Regions from separate parts of the Danio rerio genome. Here all the other regions are linked to region 3. A link is a contact called in public HiCAR-type data. All regions are on one chromosome and are shown on one strand. Each heading gives the region's core, a stretch centred on a gene start, on an enhancer-like site or on the middle of the called end of the contact. The rest is flanking DNA. Distances are from core to core; before and after follow the strand shown.

Region 1 (4,087 bases), core at 874-3,373, 160 kb after region 3:
GCCAAATATCTACAGGCTAGCGACTCATTGGTAATTTTCTCAGGTCGGGTTTTGATAATACACACTGTGTGATTGTTACTCACCTGAACGAGCACCCCAATTTCTCAAAACCTGTCGCTGAGTCAAAATCGGGGCTAAAATCATGCAGTCTGAAGGCGTTAACAAATTACACTATTAAATTTTTGGCCCTGGGGTTACACAGATTTTGCTCCACATGTAAATGCATTCATGTCTGCTTATTATAGGTGGATAAATTAATGTAATGTGATTAATCTCACATTTTAAATGTAAAGTCTGTGAATTGCAATTAGTTCAACTTGCACTTAGAAACACCCTTAAAAGAATCTGATGTAAGGTATAGGGTTGGGCGATGTTGACCAATTTGGCATCGTACAATGTCTAATGTGTAACATCGCAATGGCATCGTCTTCATTGGCGGGGGTGGGGGTGGTTGTTAAATATCAGATGTAAAGCGCTGAAGATGAGAGAATGAAAATAACACTGACAGATTTAACTAAAGTTACTAATAATGGCACATCTTATTAGTGATCATGTGCTGAATGGTAATCCGCCATTATAACTTTTCCAAGAGTGGATGAAAGACTTCCAGTGTTTCAAGTCCGCTATGAAAATGATTAAAGCCATTCACTGTAAAGTCTGTGGGACGGTGTTTGCAGGTTACATCGTTTGCCATGGAATCAACACATTTTAAGCGTGAGAGGTGCTGTATAATCCTTCATTTAATCCTCACAATGCTGTCATCCGTGCAAGCGGCAGCTATTTGTAACATTTATCACAGCTCATAAAATGACTATTATTGCCAATATAAGATGACATGCAAATAAAAAGTTATATATCAATATAAATGTGGGGCAGGACTGTGGATCACGATAAAGTTTGTCGGCCATCGGCAATGTCCGATGGCATCGTCTATCGGCACAACCCCAGTAAGCTACATTTTTTATTTCTGACCCTAGGTTATTTTCACAATCTTATTTGCTCTTGAGTACTTTTAGGCTACGTTTTAGTCATGGTTTAGGTACTATTTTAGAACTGGCACTTTTTACTCAGACTACATTTTTTTGGGGAGTAATGGAACTTGTACTTTAATATGAGCTTTCAGCACTCTTTCCACCATTTATTTGACAATACTTTGTGTCAGAGTTTCTGGCTTGTCACTGCATATAAAAGTCTTGCTATGATTGTTCAGATCAAAAGCTCATTTTTGGACAGAGAGTAAAAGGCTGTAAAATCACATTTACCTTTGCTCAGCAAAGTTTGTCAGGCTTAAGAATCCTGGAATTTTATGAGAGGTTGAAAGAATTCCCCAACTCATTAGTTTTCATCAGCTCATTAGATGGGTGTGTCAGACACGGGAGATAATATTGGGGGTAATCCAAGAACATGGTTGGGAATCACCAAACTACATAATTGCAGTGTTCTAGTTTTATTTATTAATATTCCATCAGTGAATGCCCATGAAACAGGTTTGATTGTTATCTTTTAATTTCCAGTTTATATATAAAGCACTAACCAACAGTTTAATAGCTGTCAGAAGTAATTGCACAATCGGAGGAAGCATTCTATGACCGTATTTATACCACCTCTGTCTCTAGCCCGTGTGAAATCCCGGTCTCATCCGATCAGCATCAGCTTGTCAACAAACACAGATGGTGCGCAGACATGGATTCTGGACCTCATTAGGAATCACGGTGTCATTTTACGAGAAGCGCCCTATGGCACATTCTTATGGGTCTGCAAAGTACCGAATCGTGGTATTTATTCAGTGGCAGACACAATTTAGAACGGCAAATATGAATGAAACATGTCACACGGACGATCTGAACAAGATGTCTCTGAAACGTGATTCCTATGGAGAGCCAGGAACACTTCTGAGCAGCTGTTGGACGGAGAGACTGTTTGTGGGAAACATGGAGACGGAGGCTGGAGAAAGAGTTGGAGCACCACGCCCCAGCCTTGTTCCCAGGCTCCATTCTGCTGGACGGAGAGCAAGAGAGAGGGGAAGGAAGCTGTTTTTATCTGGGTCAGAGTTTGGATCTGGAAGCACTTTCCTATTCCCCCTGTGCCGAGCACCACCCTGCTTTCGCAGTGTCTTCCACCGCAGCGCCATGTGGAAAATCCTGGAACATATTGCTGTTAAAGTGATGGATGGCAGCCCGGTGCAGAATGGGGGTGGGGGGATGGAAAGAAAAGTGCATCTGCTCCGTCCTTCACCAAGGGGGTGTGTGTGAGAGATGAGATTACAGCTCCTGCTGAAGGTGCTTGACCAGACTTCAGGAATGAGCTCACGTCTCGCTCTCTGATTTAAATCTCATTGTCCTTATTCACATTCATTTGATAATGCTTTACATTCCTGCTAGAATCCTGATTGGAAACATTTGGAAATTCAATATATTTTAAAAGCTCATTCTCATTGTTAAGTGGAAGACCCAGGAAAAAAACCGGGCTGTCCTAACAGATTCTGTTCTTGGATGCCACCGAGAGAGAAGTGCCCCGTGAAACCTGCAGGGCAATAAATAAATAATGTGTCCTGCAAGGCTCTCGCTTTAAAATAGAAGCTGGAGAGAAGGCGTGTGTATGTGTGTGTGAGTAATGTGATGGTTGTCACTAGGGAGAGTAGGATGTAGCAGTTTACTTTCACCTAGGATTAGGCACACTGATGATGCAATCCTATCTTATTAAGACAAACTACTGCAACACTTACGCTGCGTTCCAGACAGCTCGGAATTAGGATTTATTTTCTGCTTCCTACCTAGAAATAGCATCTGAAACACTGCTTGAACAATGCATCGAAGTCGGGGGTAAGACATTTCACTTCTGTAATTCCCAGCTCTTACCATGTTTAGAACAAGGCATTAGTTTACAAGTAAAGCCATGAGATGCATCATGTTTGCTCTTTCCTGTTGTGTGTGAGCATACCATAGAGTTAATATAAGTTGGCCCTCGGTAACCTTTGGTTTGACCCACCATCCCATCTGAAAAGAGAGGGAGAACGGAAATTATATATATATTATTAAGAAGCTCCAAAAAAAAAAACTAAAATTTAAATGATTCAATTAAATGTTGTAAATAAATCAGACTTTTAAAATGTAAATACTGTCAGGTGACAGATGCACAAGACATCGGCGAGCAAATCAAGGAAAGGCAGGAGCAGCTCGATTGGTGTAATCAGCATTGAACTCCATTGTGTTATAAATGGGATTGTTTATGTTTTTACTGTAAAATGTTCATTATAAAAGGTTTAAAAATGATTCTCCATCATTAATTAATATGTTTTTAAGCAAAGTTTTTTTTTGTTGTTATTTTTAAATATTAGCAAATTTATTAAGAAATTACCCATGGCAAATTTAATATCATATGGTTTTGTACATTTAGCTTTTTGCTTGAGTCCTCAGTCAAGTATGGTTTTTGGTTCTTTTTAAGAAAAACTTTGGGCACCCCTGCAAAGAATGATGTATTATTTCTGCTAGTTGAACCACTTCACGTGCTAGCTGGCTAATATTTTTTTATTATTTACTGCTGTTTTGAATTTGTTAGTGACTTGGTTTTATTTATTTATGTTTTTTAGTTTTTAAGGGTTCTAAAATAAAATGAGCAGTTCATATGTTTGCAAAAATGTTAAAATATAAAACAAATTTATATTTATCAAACATATTTATATTTATTGGTTAACATATCGACTGTCTGCCTCCAAATTAACTTATCGCTTATTGGTATCAGTCAAAAATTCCATATTGGTGCATCCATAAGTTTACATGGACTAGAAATAGAACTATCAAAATAATTTTATATAAATATAAAATGTGCACAAATGTAGAATAGGGTCCCATTGAAATACCTAAGATTTTGACATGTGCTGTCATTCACCAGCACTCTCACCAAAGCAGCATAGGCTTTTGTTTACACTGTAATGTATGTATGTATGTACGTATATGTGTGTGTGTGTGTGTGGTAGCAGCGGGGTATTTCCAGGGCTCAGTTCATGTGTTCATCAGGCCTGCTGTGTGATTGTGTAAATAACTAGAGCTCCTGTCAGCCCCCCAATCCCCCACCCCCCTTCTCGACT
Region 2 (4,529 bases), core at 1,296-3,795, 140 kb after region 3:
TTAAAACGGCAGGATTCGCTTCCTTTCCATTATAGGCACCATTGCCCCTCCTATGCAATCCTCAAAACAGTCAGTTCATGTAGCGGTGCGTGACTGTCAGACGCGCTCCATAGTGATAAATAGACGCTGTTTCCCAAATGGATTCTGTACACGTGATTTGAAGCGGAGCGAAAGTGGACACTCTTGGTTTTGGGTGCGTGTTTCACAGGCATATAATAATAATAAGAAGAAGAAGAAGAAGAAGAAGAAGAAGAAGATGAAGAATAACATCTAAACATGTCGATCTTGGTGGGTTTTCTTTAAACACAACTAAATTTGTCTTAAGCATTGCATAAAAAGTTTGGAAAGCAATCGAATGCTTTCATTATAGATCTGTGCATTTTTAAAATGACACCTCTGTTATTTAATGTAATCAAAAGAAAACTCTAAATGAGAGATCACTTATTTTTATTACAGAACCGTAATCTCAGTGTCAATTTAGATTTTGAAACTGACTTTTTTGTGTAGCTTATTGGTAAACTTCGACAGTGTAGTATATGTGGCTCAATCTGGTCTGGGTTAGGGTTGGGGCTAGGCCATGTTTTCTTACAAAATGCACAAGAAAATAACCTTCGATTAATCACAAATTACTATACGGCAGTGTATTCTGTGAAGCAAAGAATGAAAATTAGAAGCCGAAACACATTTATGAAACAAGAAAAAGGCGTACATGCATGACCAGGAGGAGAATAGAAAAAAGACAGGAGACAGAAAGACCAACAAAGACAAGAAATATTTTTAACGCTGATCCATGTCGATTGGTGGAGAAAGTATTTATACGCAAAACAGGTTTTAGAAAATATACAATAACTCTTTATTTAACTTATAGTCTTTATTTAGCTGGTAGTCTTATCGCTAACATTGTGTACTTTATGAGAACTCTATTAGTTCTGATAGAATGGTGTTCTTGTTGATAATTAGGTTTCGGAGTTGTTGCCACCCCTGCAGTTTTGATTTGGATAGTTTGTGTAGTTTAGTTTAAGTTTGTGTAGTTTAGTTGCGGTTTTGATTTCTGCATTTTCCTTTGATTAATTAGTTAAGTGGGTTGCGATTTTGTTAGATTGTTTTAATTGATTTATTTCTTTGTTTTGGTAACATTCCTGTTTTTCGTTTGATTTGTTTACAAATTAAGTTACTTTGTAAAGTCTTATATTCATTATTTCCTATTATTGTTTTACAAGTTTACCACTTTTTCTTTCGCATATCCGTCATTGTTGTTGCACCCAGCATCAGAAAATCTCACTTGATGTTACGTCTCATCCTCATAACAACTAAATACGTAACACTGTACATAACTATAGTGCAAGGTCTTGATGTCATGTGCTTGTGAAGATAGTAGCAGCTCGCTCTTTTATTGCATTTCGAACATAGAGTCTCTCTGACACCAGAGCCAAATTAGTAACAGTTGTGATTGAGACATCCAGCAGGGAAACGAGTCCCCTCAAACACTCCGAGTGTTTATGGAACATTGGATATGGCGTCTTCCTCAACTGTAAAACTGTCGTCTGCTGGAGAGACAACAACACTGCGGGCTACACTATATGAGGCAACAAATCTACATCAGCGTCAATGTGTTTGTCGCACACTAAGGCAGCTTAGTCATTGATAATAGCAGCAGTTTACCTACAAATCAGGGGTTACTGACACCTCAGGACACCTCTTGTCTCTTATAATTTACATTTCAGTATGACGTCACTGCAGAGTCGGCCAAATGTTGCCACCAAGCCACAGTGGGTATTTCAGGCAAGCTCTGACCTGCATGTATGCAAATTTAGACGGATGCTATTTGTGGTTATAACGTTACAGGGAAGAGAGGGTGTGTGTGTGGTGATTTTAGCAGTCGACAGAATAACTGCTGTCTGCTTTGACTGGTTTTGCATATGAGAAATTTGCAGCCCACCATTTTGGTGATTGTGTGCGATCATGCTGAACGACATACAAAGATGGCAGTGAGTGCGATTAAGCATTATTTTATATAAGTGTTATGGTGTAATTACACAAACAAGCATTGGGTAAAGATGATGTACTACACATATTCACTAAGGGTTTGGTTTACTTAGTGAATAGCTCTTTAGTTAAAAATACATATTAAATTTGATTGTACTTAATTTAACATTTAGTAAAGGAACAGTTCACCATAAAATGATAATTTGTTAATTCACTCTCTCTTTGGCCATGCAAAATGTAGTTGACTTTGTTTTTTGTTTTTAGAAGAACACTATAGATGATTTTAGCTGATGTCTTTGGTAATTCATAGTAGGCATGTCCCGATCAGTTTTATTGCCCTCAAGATCGAGTCATTTGATTTTGAATATCTACCGATACTGAAACCCGATCCGATACAAAGTGTGTGTATAGTATTTATATATATATATATACACACACACACACACAAAGTGCAAAAAATATATATATATATAGTCAGCGGTCTCCATGACCTTCATCAGACAGTGTCGTCCTGGAGCGTCAAAGCCTCCAGCACACTTGGCTATGCATGAACCCCCCTCACGGCTCAGCGCAACATTCCAGTGCACTCAGCCTTATCAAATATTTATAGCTGAATTACGGCCCGCCGCACACTGACCATATTTTTGGAGATGCTTTGTCTGCCGCGGCTGGCTTGTTTTTTCCACGAAAGAGCTCCACCTCTTTTTGTTCTTGCAGAGAGAATGAAATACACGTGTGTTTGTGTGTGTGTGTGTGGATGTGTCTCCACATCCACTCAGGTGTATTCTATATTCTGGAGACGCACGGCAATTATTGCGCTGTCTGTTTGGCAGCGTGATAGTGATGAGAGGTAACTCCCTAATGACAAGTGGCAGATGTGACCCAGTTACTCTCGCTCAAGGAAGAGCTTTTTGTTCCTCTGTTATTTGTGTGTGAAGGTGTCACAGGGGTGATGTCTCTCATTTCTGATGAAATCTTCTGGACGTAGAGTGCAAAAGTCCGCTGAAAATAATGATTGCTTCCAGAGGTCATACAGATTTGAAATCGCATGCTAGTATTGACAAATGGTTGAGTAAAACATCATCAGCCGCACCTGCAGAGCTGCTCCGAGGACATTGTTATCTTCTCTTTGTCTTCTTTTTCTGTTGGTTCTCGCAGCTGGCATCATTTTCTCGCTGTGTGTTGTGTGTTTTTATTAGTGCAACAAAGCCTGGTTTCCTTTAAGAGCTGTGGATCTGCTGTTGCTATATTTATCTGTCCTAGAAACGGCGTGTGCGACTGTAGCCTTAATTCAACTCCCTCTTCGCCAAAGAGGAGGTAGACAACAGCGGTGAAGCTCTGCTAATAGTGCTAAATGTACACTCCTCCTTGTAAAAATAATCATGCTGTTTTTTAAAATAAGACATATTATGGTAGTGACGCGTTTTAAAAGTCATCAACATCTTAAATCTTTAAAGTTTTTAGTATTTGGTTATTTTAAAACAATTTATTAAGATGTAAATTTGGGCTGCACGATATTGGAACAATCTGACAGTGCAATGTTTTATTTTTCTGCGATTTATATTACGTTATGTATACAAATTACTTGAATAGCTCTGTTTAGAATGAAATCTTTAACTTCATTAGATAAGTAGAATCTTGTAGAGGAGTTTGCAAGCGTAAATAAATGATAGAGCAAAGATATCTGTCCTAGAAACGGCGTGTGCGACTGTAGCCTTAATTCAACTCCCTCTTCGCCAAAGAGGAGGTAGACAACAGCGGTGAAGCTCTGCTAATAGTGCTAAATGTACACTCCTCCTTGTAAAAAATAATCACGCTGTCTTTCAAAATAAGACATATTATGGTAGTGACGCGTTTTAAAAGTCATCAACATCTTGAATCTTTAAAGTTTTTAGTATTTGGTTATTTTAAAACAATTTATTAGGTATACATTTGGGCTGCAAGATATTGGAACCATCTGACAGTGCGATGTTTTATTTTTCTGCGATTTATATTATGTTATGAGTACAAATTCTGCAGATTACTTGAGTAGCTCTATTCAGAATGAAATCTTTAACTTCATTAGATAAGTAGAATCTTGTAGAGGTGTTTGCAAGCTTAAATAAATGATAGAGCAAAGATAAAAGTGAAATAAGCAGTCAGATATTCAGGTACAGTAATACGATATGATACTATCATGATAATTTTGCCCCCGATAATGATATAGCAATGATATATCACAAGAAAACCATCCACAATATATCATAATATTTGTAAATGAAGGGAAAAATGCATCAGAAAGTTATAAGATGAATTTTGTTTTTTTAATTTAAAACACATGTATTTTTTCGAATTGCAACACTGATATGTGTTCGATTCGCCATTACGAGAGCGCCAACTGATGTATTGCCGCCGGAGTGGTAAACAGTAGCAGTGCAAAGCTGATTAATTCATTCAGATCTTTTGTAACTTTAAATAAATATCAATACTTGGCTACATTGATAATGTATCACAGGTGAAATTAACACATAAATCAACATATTGATATTTTGTCCTGCCAATAT
Region 3 (4,557 bases), core at 934-3,433:
CCATTTTGGTCGCATATGCGCCCGAAAATTAATCTATGCGACCTCATAATATATCTGGGAGCATTAGTGCGACTGCAGATAATGGTTGTAGTGCGACCTGTTTTGGTTCTTTCTAAAAACGTGCTGAATCGCTCTTCCCTGCCGCTATATTGGTTCATATTAGCTGTCATTCACTCAAGGTATTCCGCTGTCAGATGACAGGGAAGGAGCTTTTATGACCACAGGAAATGCAAACGGCTGAAGAGTAAAAACTTAAAGCACACAAGTTTGAAAACCCCACCTAAAGTTGAGGCGCAGATGAAAGCGATCATGACACGTCACGTGGTGAATAATGATCCGCCAGCTGAGATCAATCGAGTACGCGCTTCTTGGAGAAGGTGCCCGAATCTCCATGCGTCGCATTCACTGCGTGTTCAGCGCAAATGTCCGCTAAAAGTCAAATCTAATACTGCATCATCGCCAAAGAAGCTCGCCTTTACTAAGTTTACACTGAAACTGCGGCTCATAACAAAGACCGGATTTGCGCCGATGGTTAGCGCAATAATCTTGCGCTGCCTACTTATTAATTGGGTCGGCTGACTCGCCTGCTTTCCACAAACACAGAAAAATGAAGATCAGCTCAGACTGAACCTTTAAATTGACACAAACTGAAACCAAAACTTTTAAAGAGTGATAGAAGTGAGACTTTACTTACTTTCTTTTGTCTATTCTTTTTTGAGTTGTATATTATTTTTTTATTTATTTACTGATGACTGCTTTACAGCTTTCATCATTGAATTGAATGATTTATTATAATCTTTTGTTTGTTTTGTATCAGAAATATTATTTATTAAATTGACATGCATATAAAAACAGCAGTACAAAATAAATATTTCTTACTGCAATGCTTCATTTTTGTTTGATGCAAACTATACAATTATTTTTCATAAAGTAACAGACTTTTAATAGCAGATAACCTACATTCATGCACATTCAAGGCAGCATCATAATGAGAAATGGAATTCATTGTTACTATTATTGTCATTTTCATCATCATTAATATTCTATGGCCTAATTATTAGACATTCATTTTGGAATTATTGCACACAAATATCAATGTCTTCGCAGCTTTAGTTAGATAGTTGTTTCTGGTTTTTGTTAGTCCTATTAATATTGTTTTAAAATACAATAAATCCCTTAAAAAACAATTTGCAGCTGTGCTCATTCATTTTTGGTGGGTGCTCCTAAATTTTTTTCTGGTGCTCCTAAAAAATTTTTGGTGCTCCTAAATATTTGAAGTTGGGAGCACCGGTGCTACCAAGTAAAAAAGTTAATTTCGAGCCCTGTCCTATAAATTTTGTATCTGAAAGTGAAACCTATTGAAATGCAATTAATTAGTATATTAGAAAAACACTTGATATAAGCTTGCACAAATATCTGCGGGATCTTAAAAGGTTTTAAATGGACTGAAATGTTGTCTTGTAGGTCTAAAATCCTTTTAAACGGGTCTTAATTTTCCTTAAAGCTATCCAAACACCAATCTGTTGTGTTTACATTTAGTTTTTTAAAGAGTTTTTTTGTTGTTAATTATGTTTAATAGTTTTTTTTGCCAAAAAAAAAATGTATATAACTAGGGTCTGCTTGTTTTGACACATTATTTAAAATATGTGGCTTACAAATAACTAATTAGTAGGAAAATCATATTAGATAGGGCTAGTACATTGTTTTCTTTATGAGCCATTGAAAAATCTTTAGCGTTTAGCCATATATAAGTCTGAAATTTCATTCTTCATGGTCTTAAAAAGGTCTTAAAGTCTTAAATTTGACTTAAACCTGTTGCACAATCTTAATGAAGTAATTATAACAGTATTATAGACAATTCATATCGCACACCCCTACCTTTGTGGATCCAATTCAGTTAGGATTTGCTGTCTATGTAGTAAGCAGACAGCAAGGCAGCTTGCTAGGCGTTTGGAACAGCGCCTGTGTCTTGCTGTGAAATGGCTGCACTTCAAAACGGTTGAGTGCAATTATGCATATTTAATCATTTAATTGATGTAAACGTACACAGGTGAAATCATTTAGGGTATCGCTACAGTCAAACATCAAAGTGTGTTAGTGCATTTATTGGAGCCACACTGGCTGACCTCTCTGTGTGTGAACGGACACATTAGCGATGGAGGTCTGAATAGCTCTGGGGTGATGCAATGAGCAAGTAGTGTCGTATATCCTGTTATGCTCAGCAATGACACACGCATAGCTTTTTTCCCTTCATTTCTGAATCACTCTCACATTAGAAAGGCTGGAAATTTATTTCTCTTGCTCAGTTTATGTGGGACTTCCTGCAATTTTGGTTGCATTGAAACCGTTTATGTCGGTTTCTGAGTCTTTTCAGCTCGAGTTAAGACTGCAAATGCTCAGCAATGAAACACAAACAAGGCTTTCTGTAGGCGGGAATGGACAACTGAGCCAAGCCAGGCTTCTCGCCCTATCTCCTTGTGCTGATCCTTCTCTGCTTTTGTTGAACGTGCTCTTAAGCGAAACCAGATGTCTGCCATTTAGACTGTACTGTATATGGGTCAAAGACAAAAAGGGGGTTTCAAGCCTCAAAAAAGAAAATGCAAAATACAGCTATACATTAGAATGTTTTTCCTGTACAATAGGATGTGTCTTGTTTATAACAATAGAGTAACAATATAATAGTTAACCTACATGATAAGAGTGCTCTTTGCAGTCACTACTCCATCTGAATTTACTAAAAATAGTATTTAGAATGTATTTAGTAGGGCTACACAATATAGCGTCTTACCATCGTTATCGCAATGTGTGAATCTGCAATAGTCACTTCCCATAATGTTAAGCAATTTCAAATGAATTTAAACTAAACGGCACACGGATTAATATTTTTATTTACTGGTAGATTAATCCTAAATTTGTAACGATCACAGAGAGATCATCTCTTGCGTCATTCGAATCTCTTGTATGAAAGTGTTTAGGCTTTCCTGCAAAAAAAGAAATAGGAAGAAGTTTTGGTAGGTTATTCAGGATGTGGTGGGTTTCGTTAAAGATGTTTTCTGTCATTATTTAACATATTTATCCGATATGTCGTTTTCGTTCTAAAATGCCATTTAAAAACCCAGACTCGTCAGCGCTACCAAGCCGACCAATCACAGAGCTTATGCTACGCGTCGTTGCGACGTGTAGTTACATTTTTTGAGAGGTGCACGTCAGTGACGGCGATGGCCACGGCGAAGGGCTATGCGTCAGCGCCGTAGCATACGCCGGTGTTTGACGCAGAAGTATAAATCAGGCTTAAGTGGTTGTTTTGTCTCTTGTTTTGACTCTGGTGGCAGTTTGACAGGATCTGAAGGGGGTTGCAGAGAGCCCGCATTTTTGAGTTTTGTTGTGCCTGGGGCTAAAAAGCAACACCCACAAGCTGGAGGTGGCATTGTGGAGCATGACACACCTTTAAAGAGAGGCCCAGTGGGAGGTGTGTACACGCCTGGAGCCGAAACAGCCTTTGAGATACACAAACACACACACACACACACACACACACACATCTACACATACCTTTGGCATGTAGGGCACCGCATGTGCCTGCTGCACTTTAGATTGAGTGAAAATCTCCAGGGAAATTTGAGTGCAATTACAGCAAGCAAAGGATCGTCCAGGAACAATGCTGAAATCTGTTCTATTCATCATGTGGTGGAACTGTGTCTGCTGCTCTCGAGAAACCTTTGATGCAAACATGTGCCAATTTTAACATTGTTCTGTGTAGTGGCTGAATATCCCACAATGAACTACAGCTGGGCTGTATAACTGTGTTTAATGTGCAGCTATAGAAATGTATAAGCTTAATTATTGATTTAGAGGGATTTTTTAGCGGTATTGTTCAAAAGTACACATTTTCACATGGCTAATAAATTCTAATATTATATATATATTTTAACTCCATCATTTTGGAGGATATGAATATTATAAAATTAGGCTTATCATGTGTGGAATGAGATTGTCGTTATTCTCTTAACACCCTACTATGATGTTAACAAACTTGTCACATGAAATATTGCATAATTTAGATCACAATCATTTTTTTACATTTAAATGTGGTGTGTCATATCAGTATATCGATACTGAAATATTTAGAATGATCTTTGTTATGGAAATGGATACTGGAACTTTCTCTTCTCACCAGCAAGAAGATGAATGACTGATAGTAATATTAAGATTTTAAGTAAAAAAATTAATAAATAAGAAAATAAGATGAGATTGCTTCCCAGAGATGGGTTGCGGCTGGAAGGGCATCTGCTGCTTAAAAACTTGCTGGAAAAGTTGGCGGTTCATTCCGCTGTGGCGACCCTGGATTGATAAAGGGACTAAGCCGACAAGAAAATGAATGAATGAATGAATAAGATGAGATTGCACTAATTTAGTGATTTATTGTAATTGATTGCCTTTTGCACTGTTGATGTACCTGGTACAAGCATTATATGATTTTGTTTTTTCCCCCTTATTACTTCATTTGATACCCCACGTTATCGAAAATGGTATCAAATATCGGATCAGTTTCAAGGT

What was found. HiCAR-type assays count read pairs that join an accessible place to other places.
Region 1: a HiCAR-type map of caudal fin shows a contact between it and region 3, with 4 times the contacts expected there. The contact joins two enhancer-like sites.
Region 2: a HiCAR-type map of caudal fin shows a contact between it and region 3, with 4 times the contacts expected there. The contact joins two enhancer-like sites. A contact is called at or near these places in 1 of 18 Hi-C or Micro-C datasets (an unstated tissue) and 1 of 4 datasets of contacts at active chromatin or transcription factors (caudal fin).

Annotation. Positions count from the first base shown.
Region 1 is chr12:9,194,962-9,199,048 of GRCz12tu, reverse strand. The region is part of intron 3 of jmjd1cb (jumonji domain containing 1Cb); the gene reads left to right. Among named protein-coding and RNA genes, the nearest start is that of nrbf2b, 69 kb to the right of the region's middle. Within about 2 kb of position 2,123, at least 35 of the 62 cell types and tissues checked have an H3K27ac peak or open chromatin away from gene starts, as enhancers often do. A contact at or near this core is called in caudal fin, where this site is marked.
Region 2 is chr12:9,222,762-9,227,290 of GRCz12tu, reverse strand. All of the region lies in intron 2 of jmjd1cb (jumonji domain containing 1Cb), which reads left to right. Among named protein-coding and RNA genes, the nearest start is that of nrbf2b, 97 kb to the right of the region's middle. Within about 2 kb of position 2,545, at least 20 of the 62 cell types and tissues checked have an H3K27ac peak or open chromatin away from gene starts, as enhancers often do. A contact at or near this core is called in caudal fin, where this site is marked.
Region 3 is chr12:9,359,082-9,363,638 of GRCz12tu, reverse strand. The region is part of intron 1 of jmjd1cb (jumonji domain containing 1Cb); the gene reads left to right. Among named protein-coding and RNA genes, the nearest start is that of jmjd1cb, 9.0 kb to the left of the region's middle. Within about 2 kb of position 2,183, at least 35 of the 62 cell types and tissues checked have an H3K27ac peak or open chromatin away from gene starts, as enhancers often do. A contact at or near this core is called in caudal fin, where this site is marked.